2 separate regions of the Mus musculus genome follow, and region 2 is linked to region 1. Evidence: chromatin contacts called from public promoter capture Hi-C data. All regions are on one chromosome and are shown on one strand. Each heading gives the region's core, a stretch centred on a gene start, on an enhancer-like site or on the middle of the called end of the contact. The rest is flanking DNA. Distances are from core to core; before and after follow the strand shown. Region 1 holds the start of Thap7 (THAP domain containing 7). Region 2 holds the start of 4933432I09Rik (RIKEN cDNA 4933432I09 gene).

Region 1 (6,666 bases), core at 1,270-3,769:
GCTGCTATGAACATAGTGGAGCATGTGTCCTTATTACCAGTTGGAACATCTTCTGGGTATATGCCCAGGAGAGGTATTGCTGGATCTTCTGGTAGTATAATGTCCAATTTCCTGAGGAACCGCCAGACTGACTTCCAGAGTGATTGTACAAGCTTGCAATCCCACCAGCAATGGAGAAGTGTTCCTCTTTCTCCACATCCTCGCCAGCATCTGCTGTCACCTGAATTTTTTATTTTAGCCATTCTGGCTGGTGTGTAGCTTGATGAATTTAATAAATCCATGTCTGTAACGTGGCCTATTACCTTTTTCTCACTCACTAAGTCCGAGCGACTCCGTGTCAACTTGATTCTTCCAACAGAGTCCATCTCTGCCCAGAAGTCCCGCCTCTCCTCTCCTGCCTCAGCTACTGGCCGTCAGATCTTTGTTAAACCAATCAAAAGGTGAGGGAGGTGTATGTTTACAAAATACTGAAGCAGGTGATGATCCATAAAAATAACCAATACCAAAGTCCAGCCAGCACTCAACTCGTCACCGGTACAGAAATCAACATTTGAATAGTACAAAGACAACCTTTACACTGTGGGAAAAAAAAGATTACCCCGACAGACTGTGGTCTGCTAATCTAATACACTTGGAAGGTCCCTGCCCCCGCTGCAACACTTACCTCTCCTCCCTCTGACTTGAGCTACGTCAGTTAGCCCCACTATTTCAATAAAATACTCACCACTGCCTGAGACCCTGCTCCCCAGCTCCTCTGCATCCTGAGACCACCAGTGATCAACGCCCAGTCGGGAGCAAAGGACCCACATCTGGGGCTCAAACAGGGATGCTCGGAAGATGGCAAGGATTTCCTTCTGAGGGACATCAGCATCCCAACCTGAGGATCCTCAGCTGGTTCTTCCTTCTTCCTTTACCTTCAATTTGAGGCATCGCAAGGGACTGACTACGGTGAAGGGGCAACTTCTTTTGGTCGGGGCTAGCCTTGAACAGGCTGAATCAGACCTTGTTTTACCACAGTTGCCTAGCCCACCTAGGGTGGAGTCTTCTAACCTAGGTGAAGTCTATTGTCTGGCCACATCTTGTGGAGGAGCGCCCTGAAGACTGCCCCTAGGTGGAGCTCACTGCCCTTGAACAGGCCATTGAGTATATTAGAAAATGACCTGCCACATCCACACACACCCTCTTTATGCCCCACTGATGCCTTATGCCCCCTCCTGCCTCCCTCACACCCTAAGAACACTCATAGAACTCTTGAAGGCTCTTTGTCTTCTACCTCCCACACCCACCAACTATGTGAAATTAGAGATTCGTCCAAACTTCAGCACAAATAAAGTAACACCTGGGTTTTCCATGTTTTCAACTCACTTACTCTCTGCCCCTACACTGGTATCCCTACTGGGCCAATGAATTAAAAGAGGTTAGACAATCAAAAGGAGGATGGTACTCATGCACCCTGGGCCAAATCCATTCTTCTGAGTCTTGTGCAGCTCTAAGTACACTACTGAGCCAGCACATCGGTTGGTCCTTCTTGCCCCCTATTCCTTCAATGGGAGGCTTTATATAGGGATGAATGCCTCCAACAGATCAGGAAAAATCAAAACCAACTAAATAGGGGCTTCGATGACCTTTTCAGCCAAGACAACTCCTCTACAGGAGCATAACAGGCTACCCAACCTCGCCGGTACTTAGATCAAGTATGCCTTTGTGCCCTTCAGGCCTGGAGTCCCATAACCTCCCCTTCTGCATCCCAAGATTGTAATTGTTCACCTCTCTTCCCCCAGCAGAAACCCAAGGAACCCATTTCTGACTTTGTTCCTGCTACAAAAGTGAGCCTAGAATGTAAAACGCCTGATCCTGTGGTCAGAGAAATCCCCCTTCAAAGCATCACTGGGGAAACCGTGCTCTCGGAACACACCGGCTAGCGTCTCAGGGTTTGAAAAATGAACATTCCGATAACTGGACAGTTGCTACTTAGTATATTGGGACGGCCTCCCATAAGGTCACTATCTTCACCCAGGCCTTTACAAGGCCATTAAAAGAAAATGTTCTAAATGTGTCGTTAACATTTTATTTTGTGCATGTATATGGGGATCAAAGGACAATTACTGGACGTTGGTTCTCTCCTTCCAGCAGGTTGCGTCCTGGGGATCAAATTCAATCTTCAGGGTTGGTAGCAAGTGCTGAGCCACCAGTCCGTGGCCGAGTTCTTTCAGTAAAGAGCCCAGGTTTTTCTTGGTGGTGGATCTTTTTCAACCAGAGTGTGCGCGTACGTTGTTCAGGGAGCAGTACAGACCACACCCAGCTGCTTCGTCCAAACGACAGACGCTCAAACAAAACAGGGACCCGAAACTACAGATGCAGAAACCTCAACTCGGGAGCGACGATCGCCATCCCTCACTCCCAACATCCGGTGGCCCGCCCCGCCAGGATCTCTTCCGGTCCCGCCCCTTGGGGGCCCGCGCCACGGGCGACGGAGTATCTCTGCTCCCAACTTCCGCGTCGATCCACCCATCGCGAGATTTTGGCGGCGCAGCAATGGCAAGACCGTGAGTACCGCTGACGGGAGTCTATAGAACGAGCTAGGACAAGACTGGTACGGGGTCGGGCCTCGGGGAGCCGACCGGCTCGGGCCCTCTGGAGGGAGTGACAGTTGGGCGTGAAGACAGTCCTCCCCCGACTGCCGCCCACCACCCAGATCCCGCCCCTTCCCCAGATGCCGCGACACTGCTCCGCCGCCGGCTGCTGCACACGGGATACGCGCGAGACTCGCAACCGCGGCATCTCCTTCCACAGGTCAGCGCGCGTGCGTAGTGGCACGCGAGGGCTCATAGCGCAGGCGCCGGTGTTGCCGCACCTTAGGCCTCGCAGGAGACGGCGCTTTCCCGAGGTCGATGTGAGGCTTGAACTTGTGAGCGGGAGGGTGACAGGGAAGGGCGCATAGTCTCGAGTCCAGCCGGAAAAAGGACTGGACGCTTACCTGGCTTGGATTTACAGCTCCGACTCATTCCTGCTAGATGATGCTGAGCCGGCCCCTTTCTTTCTCTCGTTCTCAGTTTCTCCTTTCCCCCAGCGGGTGGTAATCTGAAAGGGTCGCGGGGAGGTCTGCCATTCTTGCTTGGGGAGCTTGGGCATCCTGAACGCAGGACTGTAGACAGTCTGGTGCTCACGGTTTTGTGGCTCTGCAGACTTCCCAAGAAAGACAACCCCAGGCGCGGCTTGTGGCTGGCCAACTGTCAGCGGCTGGACCCCAGCGGCCAGGGCCTGTGGGATCCGACCTCTGAGTACATCTACTTCTGCTCCAAACACTTCGAGGAAAACTGCTTTGAGCTGGTGGGAATCAGGTGGGTCTTTCTGCCAGCTAACACCAGGACAGGTTGTGAGGCATCAGAGCAGTGGGTCAAACGAGGCAGCTCTTTGCCCTGGTGGAGTCCATGCACATCCGCTGGCATGCTCAGAGACAAGCAGACCAGTTGTCAAGCGTGCCAAGCCTCTTTCCAGTTTTGTACAGTTAAAGCATGATCCCAGGATCACTGTGCCAGTGACATTAGAGAAAATCAGGCTTTCCAGGCTGGGGAAATAGCCCCCTTTGCTAAAGACGTGGTATGCAAGCATTAGGACCTGATTTCAGATTCAAGGACCCAAATAAAAAGCCACATGTGATTGCTTGTTCCTTTAATCCCAGTCCTGGAGAAGACAAAACAAAAAGGGGATCCCAAGGACTTATGGAAAAGCTAGTCTAGATGAGTTGTTGAGCCCTGTGTTGAGTTGAGAAACTTGTCTTTAAAAAAATAAGGTGGAAGGGCTGGAGAGATGGCTTAACCATTTTAGAGCATTACAGAGGACTGGGGTTCAATCTACCTCTGAGGGCACGGGTACACATATGTACATGCAGGCAAAATATTCATACACATCAGTAGAGCTGGCTCAGAGGTTACGAGCACTCACTGGCTGTTCTTCCAGAAGACCTGTGTTCATTTCCCACCACCCACATAATGGCTTATAGCAGTCTGGAACTGGAACTGGCTCACTCCAGTTCCAAGTGATCCTTTATCCTTTTCTAACCTCTGTAGGTACTAGGCACGCATTCGGTGAACAGTCATAGGCAAACACTTATACACATAAAAATAAAAAAGGTTTTTAAGGAAAAAAATCTTTAAAAACAAAGGTAGAGAATGATTAAGGAAGTCACCTGAGGTTAGCCGCTCCATGCAAAAGAAAAACAGCTTTTTCATAGGATGGTTAGCACCTAGTTCTTCCAGCCGTCCACCTATCCCTGCTGGTGGGTTCTCCATTCACCTTAACCCGGGAAGCTCATTCACAGGGAAGATGAGTTTGATTTTACCACACGTGGCATTCTTGAGATTGCTACTGGCAGTGTGCCTTGGGGCCTTTCTCATCCCTAGAGGTCCTACGCCTCTGCAGGGCCTTATGTGGGGAATCAGGGGACGTGGCAGCGTTCTTTTCTCCAGCTCATCTGGGCTGCTTTTCCCCACAGTGGGTATCACAGGCTGAAGGAGGGGGCAGTCCCCACCATATTTGAGTCTTTCTCCAAGTTGCGTCGAACAGCCAAGACCAAGGGGCATGGTTATCCACCTGGCCTGCCTGACGTCAGCCGGCTCCGGCGATGCAGGAAGCGGTATGTGCTGCAGGACCGGGGGATGCCCCACCCTCACCCCAGGGCTGAGGGGCTGGACCTAGGGTGAATGCCAGCATCTTCACTGAACTATTTTGCTATCTAGACCCAGTAAAGGGGGCTCAGATGTTAGGGAGACTAAATGGGCTAATGAGAGGAGCCTGGCATGCCTTAGTTTCTTTCTGTTTCCCCTCCAGCTGCTCCGAAAGACAAGGACCCACAACTCCCTTTTCTCCACCTCCTCGTGCCGATATCATCTGCTTCCCTGTGGAAGAAGCCTCAGCACCTGCCACTCTGCCCGCATCCCCAGCTGTGAGGCTGGACCCTGGCCTTAACAGCCCCTTCTCAGATCTCCTGGGCCCTCTAGGTGCTCAGGCGGATGAAGCGGGCTGTAGCACACAGCCCTCACCAGAGCAGCACCCCTCCCCTCTTGAGCCACAGCCTGCCTCCCCATCTGCATACATGTTACGGCTGCCACCTCCTGCTGGAGCCTACATCCAGAATGAGCACAGCTACCAAGTGGGGAGCGCCTTGCTCTGGAAGAGGCGAGCTGAAGCAGCTCTTGATGCTCTGGACAAGACCCAGCGCCAGCTGCAGGCCTGCAAGCGGCGGGAGCAGCGGCTTAGGCTGCGACTGACCAAGCTGCAGCAGGAACGGGCACGGGAGAAGCGAGCACAGGCAGATGCCCGCCAGACTCTGAAGGACCATGTACAGGACTTTGCTATGCAGTTGAGCAGCAGTATGGCCTGAGAGAGGGACTACATGCCCAGGCTCTGGCTTCTTTTTCTCAGAGACACTTGACCAGAACTGCATCCACTGGGCTGGCCAAATGTTACAATAAAGTGGATGCTAGAAAGAGACTGCTGTTTGGCTTGGCTGGAGGTGCCCGGCTCCTCCCCAGACCATGGCCAAAACCCTAGAGAGCTCAGATCCTGGCATGCCACCTCTTGACCCTGGTTAAATCTCTGTTTGCAGTCCCTCTGCCTGTATAGTTACTCATGTAAGAAAGTCAGCTCCTCAGAGGTTAGCTCTGCCCCCTCCCCCTCTTTGAGTCAGGGTTTCATATAGTCCAGGCTGGTGTGTTTGTAGCCATACAGATAGGTGCCATCATGACCAGTGTCAGACTTGGAATGTATGTAGAGGCACAAGCTTCAGCCCATGGGCCTCATGTTTGGCCAGTCTCTTGCATTGACCACACTCCTGGCCCCTTTGCCCTCAAAACCAACATAGGGCACCCTACACTTGTCAGGCTGTAAGGCTGTACCTAGAGAAATGCTTTTGGATATAGTGTTTGAGGTCCTGGCCTAGATACTATATACCTTGGGAATGTAGGCTTCTCGCTTCAGCCGTGTCCATGGTAAACATCAAGTGTACACCCTTTCCCTGCTGTTCCTTAGCTCAAGCACAGTTGAGGTGATGGCTGTAGTTGGTACACAAGGTTCTCAGAGTTTTCTTTTTTGGAGCTCTGGGTGTATATTTATTTGTGTCCTGTGTAGGAGGGATGGTTGAAGGGCCAGTTACAGTGGGCATCATGAAGATTTCACATGGTCCTTCAGAATAGGTTTGGACGAGGCCACCTTTGGGAAGTGGCTCTGACAACGCAGCTGACTCATAACAAGCCTGCCTGGCTGGCCCCTTCCACTCAGCTTAGCTGCTACTTGAGTCAGCTACCAGCCTCAGCTTGTGCCAGGTACCTCCCTGTATTCCCAGCGCATCTTGCAACCAGACCACTTCTTGTCTGTCATTTTGGGACACTGCCACCCTGGGCACCTTTCTACCCAGAGTCCCACAGCATGGGGTGAATGAAGCACAGAAGAGAAATGTGTTCTAAGGCCAGGAAGAGCCAAACAGAAAATGAGTTCTGGTTTCCTAGGAAATAAGACAGAGTAGGTTCCTGAACTCAAAAAACAGGTCCACTGTGCTGTATTGGGATATAGGCTTTCGTGGCCTGCTGTCAGATAACAAGGATGGATACCTTGGACAGTCTAGGGCTCTGTGGAAATAGGTATGCAGTTTCTTCTCCCTTGTGACTG
Region 2 (7,479 bases), core at 4,493-6,992, 680 kb before region 1:
TGGGGACGCTGGAATCAGCAGGAATGGGGTGGGGACTTACCTCCATCATTTGCTGTTGCTTCCTGGCCTGAGTGCGGCAATGGGCCCTCTCCCTGGGGAAGCACATAGCTTCAGGACCGTGCAGCCCTTGCCTCCAGCCTGGCACCACCCCTTCTGAGGGACTGAAGATCAGAGAAGGGTCCACCCCATCCCAACCTGGCTCAGCCCGGGGTCCCCGCATCACCCCAGTATCTCCAGCTGAATGTCTTCCATCTGCTCTAACACACCCCGGATGTCCTTCTTGAGGTTCTGAGAGGCAGAGGAAGTGAAGCCAGTCCTCCGGCCCATCACTGGGCCACATCCACTGGCCCTCATGGCCATCATCCCTACCATGGTCCTCTGACGACCTACCAGGAGCCCGGTGGCTTGGTTGTTCAGAGCCATGTGTACTTCGGCCACACCATCCCACACCTGAGAGAAGGGAATTGGGGCCTGCATCATACCCAAGGAACAGGACATAACAGGGGCTCCCTCCCACCACGGGCCAAGCAGGCACCTCAGTAATGGCCATCTTCTTCCTCTCAAAGGACAATCGGATCTGTTGCAGCTCACTCTAGGTGGGGAGGAGGTGTGTGGGCACAGGAACCTGCTCCCTGCTCCCCAGACCAAGCCCCTCTCCCCAGGGCCCACCTGGGACTGCCGCACAAAGTACTCTTTCCCTGGGCAGAGCTCCTGCCGCAGCAGCTGCACAGGTGCCCTGTCTTCCAGGGGCCAGGTGGCTGACTCGGGAGACTGTGGGAAAGCCCCTGGGTCATTCCCAAGGCTGTGGACAGCTGGAGGTGCTGCTGAATGGGTCCGGGACTGCATGGGTCCGTGCGTGCTCCCGCTTACCCAGGCCAGGGCTGTACAGCTTGAGTGCTCGGAACATAGAGGTAGGAACTGCTGCCCTGGCCCCAGGAGGGCCCCCAGTTGCTCCCGAAGGTCCTGGTTCTGCCTTTTCTGGGGGAGGGGAGCAGGGAAGTGGGGGAGGGGTCACCTGTCCTGGTTGCTTCTCAGGCAGGAAGCTGAAGCAGGTGGGCTAGGACAGGGGCTCTGAGGAGCAGCTAGTGCCTAGTGGCCTATGGACTGCACTCACCAGACTCTGGTTCTCCTGCTCCAGCTGCAGAAAGGATTGTTCTGCAGACCCCAGTGTCCTGCCCTGAAGCTGTGTGGGAGCTGGTCTAGATGAAGCTGTGGCCTTTCCTCTAGGAGGTAGTGTTGGGCATGGGCAGGGCCTGGGTCCTGAGGTGGGGGATCCTGTCTGCCTAGGTGGCCCCTGCTCATGCCCTGGATGTAGGGGCCAGCCCCACTCTGCCTCAGCCTCCCCTTCTTGTCTGGCCCCTGCTGGCTCTCGAGCTCTCCGTCGTGGGATCTCTCCTTCGCTTGACAGAAACATCCCAGGGGCTTCTCCTCCCACTCTGGGTCTCCCACTCCCTGTCCCTGGAGCTGGGAAAGGTCTGGAAGACTCTAATGACTGAGTGGACTGAAGGGGGACCAGACAGGGACACCTTACAAATCCCTGACAGGGCTGATCCAGGTATCCTCCATGGCTGCTTGAAACTGGGGCCAGAGGACGCTGGGGGTGAGAGTGTCCACAGGGTCCCAGGGGTTTTGGCCCCTCCATTAGTCCCTGTGACCCGTTCCTGACCTCAGGTCCAGGCTCTGGCCTGGCTAACCTGCCACTCTCTTTGAGGGCACTTTGGATGTCACTCTGGCTCACAAGTCTACCCAGGGTGACAGTCACAAAGGCCTGGGTACAGTCAGGGAGGTCACAATGGGCTGGGGCTGAGGCAGGGCCTGGAGGGAGGAGAGTGGGCCACTCCTGCCTCTGCCCAGTTCTCACTGGCCCCGAAATCTCTGCCACTATGTCTTTTTTCCCTCTCTGTGTGTAGGAATGTTCATGGTGCCTATTCATTCTCAGAAGGCTGGCTCTGGAAAAAGCCGAGCCCTGGGAGAAATCATGTGTGGCAAAATGGCAGCTATTCGGACTCCAGGTTCAAGGCCCTCTGTGTCCCTGTGAGGATCTAGCAGAGTAAAAGTGTCCGGCCAAGATCATTGAGACTTCACCCCTTTGATTATGCCCTCAGGACCAGTGAAGTTGCCAATGAGCTGCTTCTGAGCCATGCTCAAGAGGGTTAAACCATAACGGTGCTCATGTCTAAGAGTTGGGACAGCTAACAGGACACATGGGGCTACAGCCGTCTTACTCTGACTTGGTTTGGAATGTCAGTCTGAGGTTGTTCTCTGCTGCCACTCCAATGAGCTTGAACATCCTCTTTGACTCTAGAGGTCCATGCTGATGCATGTCTTGCTGCCCATAGTTCTGGGTGCTCCGGGGCCAAGTTGCATGCTTTATTTGTTCGCAGTGCAATCTAGGGTCTTTTGCGTACAAGGTAAACATCTCATCCCTGAGCTTCTCCCTAGCTGTTTTGTTTTCTATTTTTATTTTATTTTTTTTTAAAGATTTATTTATTTATTATATGTAAGTACACTGTAGCTGTCTTCAGACACTCCAGAAGAGGGCGTCAGATCTTGTTACAGATGGTTGTGAGCCACCATGTGGTTGCTGGGATTTGAACTCTAGACCTTTGGAAGAACAGTCGGGTGCTTTTACCCACTGAGCCATCTCACCAGCCCGTTTTCTATTTTTAATTGCTATTTATTCCTATCTCTCTCTCCCTCCCTCCCTCCCCCCCCCCGTGTATGTACACGTGTGCAGATGCACATAGGACCCAGAAGACAGCACTGGATCCCATGAAACTGCAGTTACAGGTGGTTGTGCATCACCTGCCATGGATACTGGGAACCAGACTCTTGTCTTCTGCAAGAGCAGCAACTGCTTTTAACTGCTAAGCTATCTCTGCACCCCATCAATGTTCCATTTTGGGGGTACAATATTTCACTAATGAAATCTCTTCTGCTTTCCCCATTTGTTTGAAACTCTGGGTTTCTTCTATTTGGCTTGGATATTTGTATGTCAATTCCTTTAAGTCCCAGCTCTCTCTTACTTTAAAACAAATAATTTATTCTATGTGTATGTGTGTTTTGCCTGCTTGCATGCCTTGTGTCCATTGAGCTAGAAGAGACTGTCAGATGTGTTTTGTTGTTTTGTTTGAGACAGTGTCTCTCACTGGGACCTGGGGTACTCGGATTAAAGGAGGGTAGCTGGCTAGCCAACCCCAACCAGATCTGCACTAGGACAGACTGTGAGCCATTACCCCTGGCTTTCTACAGAACTTCCAGGATCAGTCTCAGGTCCTCAGGCTTCACTGGCAAGCGTTCGGCTGAGCTGTCTTAGCCGTCCTCTCTCACTTTATACACAGCCTTGTGCCATTTAATGATGGGGTGCATTCTGAAGAATTTGGCATTCTAAAGCACACGTGTGTAAGCCTAGATGGCACTGTATCCTACACAGTTGGGTCATGTGGAGCTTGGGTGGGAAGAACCCGCTGCTCCTTGGCTGCTGAGTGGGACAGTGTGAGACTGAGGAAGAGCAAGGTAGTGTGCTGGGGAGAGGCACAAAGCACAAGAGGCCAGAGAGCGGCTACAGCTTACCCCAGCTGCATTCATTCTACAGTAAAGCCCTTTAAAAACACAAACACAAAGAACACACTAAACTAAATGAAAGTGTCCTATCATAAGTGCGGTAGCAGTCAGCACAGGCATTTATTGCCATGTTGCAGTACTGGGCTCTGTATGCGTGCTCCGCACTGTCTTCCACTGACCATGCAGTGGTGTACTCTTGCCCTCCCAGCACAACGGTGAGGGATATGTTATATCATGATGCCAACAGCATAAGTAGTTGATGTGACATTTTCTTAGCAGTGATGAGCATGACACCCAGGGCTTTGCACATGATAAGCAGGCATCTACCGCTGAATTATTCTTCCATCCTTGGTATTAAATATTGTCTGTCTGTCTGAGGAATACTGATGTTTTAAAATTAAGTCACTTACTTTACACCCCATCACAGCTCCCCTTCTCCTGCCCCTCCGTCCTATTATGCATTCTTATGATTCTTATGGGAGCACATATTGCCTATAATTGACCAAAGGATTATGTAACACATGAGGATTTTTTTTTGACAAGTTTGAATCTCACTGGTCATACTTTTTCATCGCTGGAGGTCACTGTGAGCCCCTCAGTGCCTCTTCCTTTTCAAGGTACCCTGTTCTTTTTTTTTTTTTAGGATGCAGCGGTTTTGGAGAAGGACAAGACCTTTTGATGACGACTTTTTCTTTTCCCCTTATGGTTCTTTGGTTCTGTTTTCCTTTATTCTTGATCACTTCCCAGCAGATACTCTTCAAATAAAAACCTGTTTGGGGTTTTTTTTTTTCTATCTCTGTTTATGAAGGAGTTCAGAAAGCTAAAAGGTATTTTTTTTTTCTGTTAAACCATAGGGAGGTCCAGGTTGAAGCAGGAGGGCCTCTTGCCATGCATATCACTGCTCCAGCTCTGGTATCTGGAATGATGAGACCTAGGGAGTTTGCCAAGGAATTCTGTTGACAGCTGCCATAATCAGTACTGGAGTCCAAGCTTGTCTGCAGCCAGTTCCTGCTTCCCAGCCACTTGTATCCCGAGTTAGCTGAGTCCCGCTTTCAGTTTGCTGAAGTCCCTTACAGACTAACGGCCGGTCTCCTGTTGTCTTGCAGACCTGGAATGAATACCCATCAGGGGCCACTGAAACCTGTGGCGGAGGAGCTGGTGTGCGCTACAATGAGAGCTCCGGTGGGGCCCAGCTGGCACACAAGCTGGAGTCCTGCATTTTTCCAGTATGGGATGCATCTCTACACTCAGTACAGACTGAGGCTGGCAGTCACACTAGAGGAGAGGCCTGGAATTGCCCCAGCATGCCCTACGGCACTCAGAAGCTGCCCACTCTGGTCCCTGGAGGGGCTTCTAAGCCCTCTGCCTGTTGGTTTCTTTCTGGGGTTTCATGGTTACCAGGATATGATGATCTCAGAGGTGGGAGCCCAGGAAGGCCCTTGGATGGCTTTGGAATGGGGTGGCTTCAGCAAAGGCCCTGAGTAGCTGACAGTGGTGGTCGTGGTGTCTTTGTTCTATATTCTGAGTCTCCAGACTTGGTAAGGGCCCAGTAGATACTCAGGATGCTGTCCTGTTAGTACCACACAAAGGCTGCAGGCTAGGATCCTCAGGTCACAGCTCCAAGTGCTCAGCGTGGGCTACAGTTACTGAGCAGCCGTGGAAGGACTGAGGGCACTTCAGGTGCTCATATGTTCTGAGACCTTAGGTGCCTACCTTAACCCGAAACCCAATGTTCTCTGATCACCTTACCTTTGTTGGGCTGTGCCCTATCTGGAAGGCTGGTTTCTTTCAGACAGCCCCGAAGACGCCTCCCCCTTTTCCACGGTCCTTGTATGCTCTTGATCTCCAGAGAGTCCTGAGAGGTGAGGGAGTCTAGTAGGAGAGAAGAGCCCCAGGTCTGCCGTGTAGCTGGTTCCGCATGAGCATGAGCTGTGCTAGCATGTTAAATACCCTACAGATTGGTGTGTTGGGTTGGGTGAGGGTCTGTGTGGAGCCCCGAGGCTGCACTGGGTGGGAGTGCTAGGATGATGCAGACTCGAAGACACACAGAGAGTGTGGGACACTAGAGTGTGCTGTGAGGAGCTAGAGTGGCCCTAGCCCCTGTTGCTAGGCAGCGCATTTCCCTGGACACCAGTTGCCATGGCAGCCGCTTCCTGCCCATGTTGCCATGACACCCAGATGGCCTTGAGGAGCCTGAAGTGGTGGTAAGGGGCTAGCTATCCAGACACACTCACACCACCCTTCCCCCCAGCCCGGCTGGTGCCTAGGGGATGCTGAGGAGAGGAGAGAGGACAGGCTATGTTATCCAGAGCCGCTTGCCTACAGCTGGCCTGAGATGAAGTCAGGGGCTAAATGGGCAGATTCTACTCTCCTTACTATGGCCTTGACACTCAATGACCCATGCTCATTACAGGGCCTGAGTAGAACTCAGAGTCATAGAGCCAGCCACACCCATGAGAGATTCTCATTTCTGTATTTTTAACCTGGGCTTCTGGCCCTTACCCACCTAGTCTGTTCTCCACTTGCAGCCCCAAAGCACCCTGCGTAGGACTAGAGGATCCTACAGAACCTGGATGAATGTGTCTGGGGTTTCACAGGCATTCCTGGAGTGGCCTTGGGATTATTACCCTGTCATCCAGGACTCTGCCCAGTCCTTTCATCTCCTACCCAGGACCTAGGGTATGGCCTAGGCATGAACTCTCCTTTGCTCTGTTAGAGAGGCAAGATGACACTTGGCTCTGAGTCACAGCCTGTGACCTTCCAGGTGGCAGAGGGGCAGATGAGGGATGAAGTGGTCTGTGTGATGAAGTCACCCCAGGGCCAGAAGGTAGGGGCTGCTAGGCCTCTCTGTTCCTGGCAAAGTAGACATGAGTTTCTGAGAGCTGTGTGACCTTCTCGGCCTTCTCCAGTCTGCAGGGAGTGGGGAGTGCAGAGCAAGCAGGGTCCTGAGACCATGGTGTGGGCAAAAGAAGGTCTCAGAGCTAGGCATGCTACTTCATGCTTGTGTGTATCAGGATTTTGTAAGGCTAGAGCAGGAGGATTGCCATGAGTTTGAGGCCAACCTAGGATGCACAGTAAAATCCTGTCTCCATGTCTTATCCCCACAAAGAGGGCACTAGGTGGGCTGGGTCCTTGAGGTCTTCTAGGAATTCCCAGCTCCAGAGGTTGAAGCTCTTGGAGGAAAGGCACACCCATGGGGCGCTCAGTACTGGACATGGACTTTCTGCTCCTAGAATGTATGTGGTGACAGGCTGTTTGCTCCTCTCTTCTGTGGTCACTCTCTGGAAGCCACTGCTCATATTTTTTTTAAAAAATGATTTATCTATTTTATGTGAGTACACTGTAGCTGTCTTTAGACACACCAGAAGAGGGCACTGGATCCCATTGGAGATGGTTGTGAGCCACTGTGTGGTTGCTGGGATTTGAAGTCATGGCCTCTGGAAGAGCGGTCAGTGCTCTTGGCCACTCGTATTTTTAACTTTAACAGTCAGAAAGACAGTAAGAGTGCTAAAGACAACCCTTGTGAAAGACACAGTCCCAGTAGACAGCCATCATTTCAGGATGTCGGGGGCTCTGAGGCCTTGTACTGGGAGGTGGCCTGCTGACCGCCATGCTGTGCTCCACTAGGCTGCTGAGCGTAAGCACCCCTGCCCAAGCTGAGGACCCTCTCCTTTCTTAGGAGTCAGATCTCGTCTCTTGTTACTTCCAGATGGACAGTGGTGTCCAGAAAGTCAGCATGAATGGGCTGCCTGGCGGTCAGTACCAGTTCACCTTACTGGGGCTAGAACCTGGGTTCTTATCTTTCCTGTTGTATTCTATCTGACCCCACTCTTGATAGATACTGGCCTACCTGTCAGCGCAGGCAACAGTGCCAGGCTATAAACTCCAAAGGCCTATTTCTGTATCCTGATGACA

The links. Promoter capture Hi-C pulls out the DNA fragments that hold promoters and counts their contacts.
Region 2: a contact with region 1 is called in a promoter capture Hi-C map of liver, with 2.9 times the contacts expected there. The contact joins the promoter of 4933432I09Rik here to the promoter of Thap7 in region 1.

Annotation. Positions count from the first base shown.
Region 1 is chr16:17,526,905-17,533,570 of GRCm38.p6, reverse strand. It overlaps Thap7 (THAP domain containing 7), which reads left to right and starts at 2,519. Exons shown (of 5, transcript NM_026909.2): 1 at 2,519-2,546; 2 at 2,714-2,793; 3 at 3,186-3,341; 4 at 4,496-4,636; 5 at 4,831-5,589. The coding sequence starts at 2,714. The coding sequence ends at 5,383.
Region 2 is chr16:18,212,126-18,219,604 of GRCm38.p6, reverse strand. 4933432I09Rik (RIKEN cDNA 4933432I09 gene) reads left to right here and starts at 5,742. Exons shown (of 3, transcript NR_015575.1): 1 at 5,742-5,768. Ccdc188 (coiled-coil domain containing 188) reads right to left here and starts at 1,726. Exons shown (of 9, transcript NM_001370887.1): 1 at 1,115-1,726; 2 at 871-978; 3 at 670-771; 4 at 536-592; 5 at 391-450; 6 at 224-288; 7 at 41-92. The coding sequence starts at 1,642.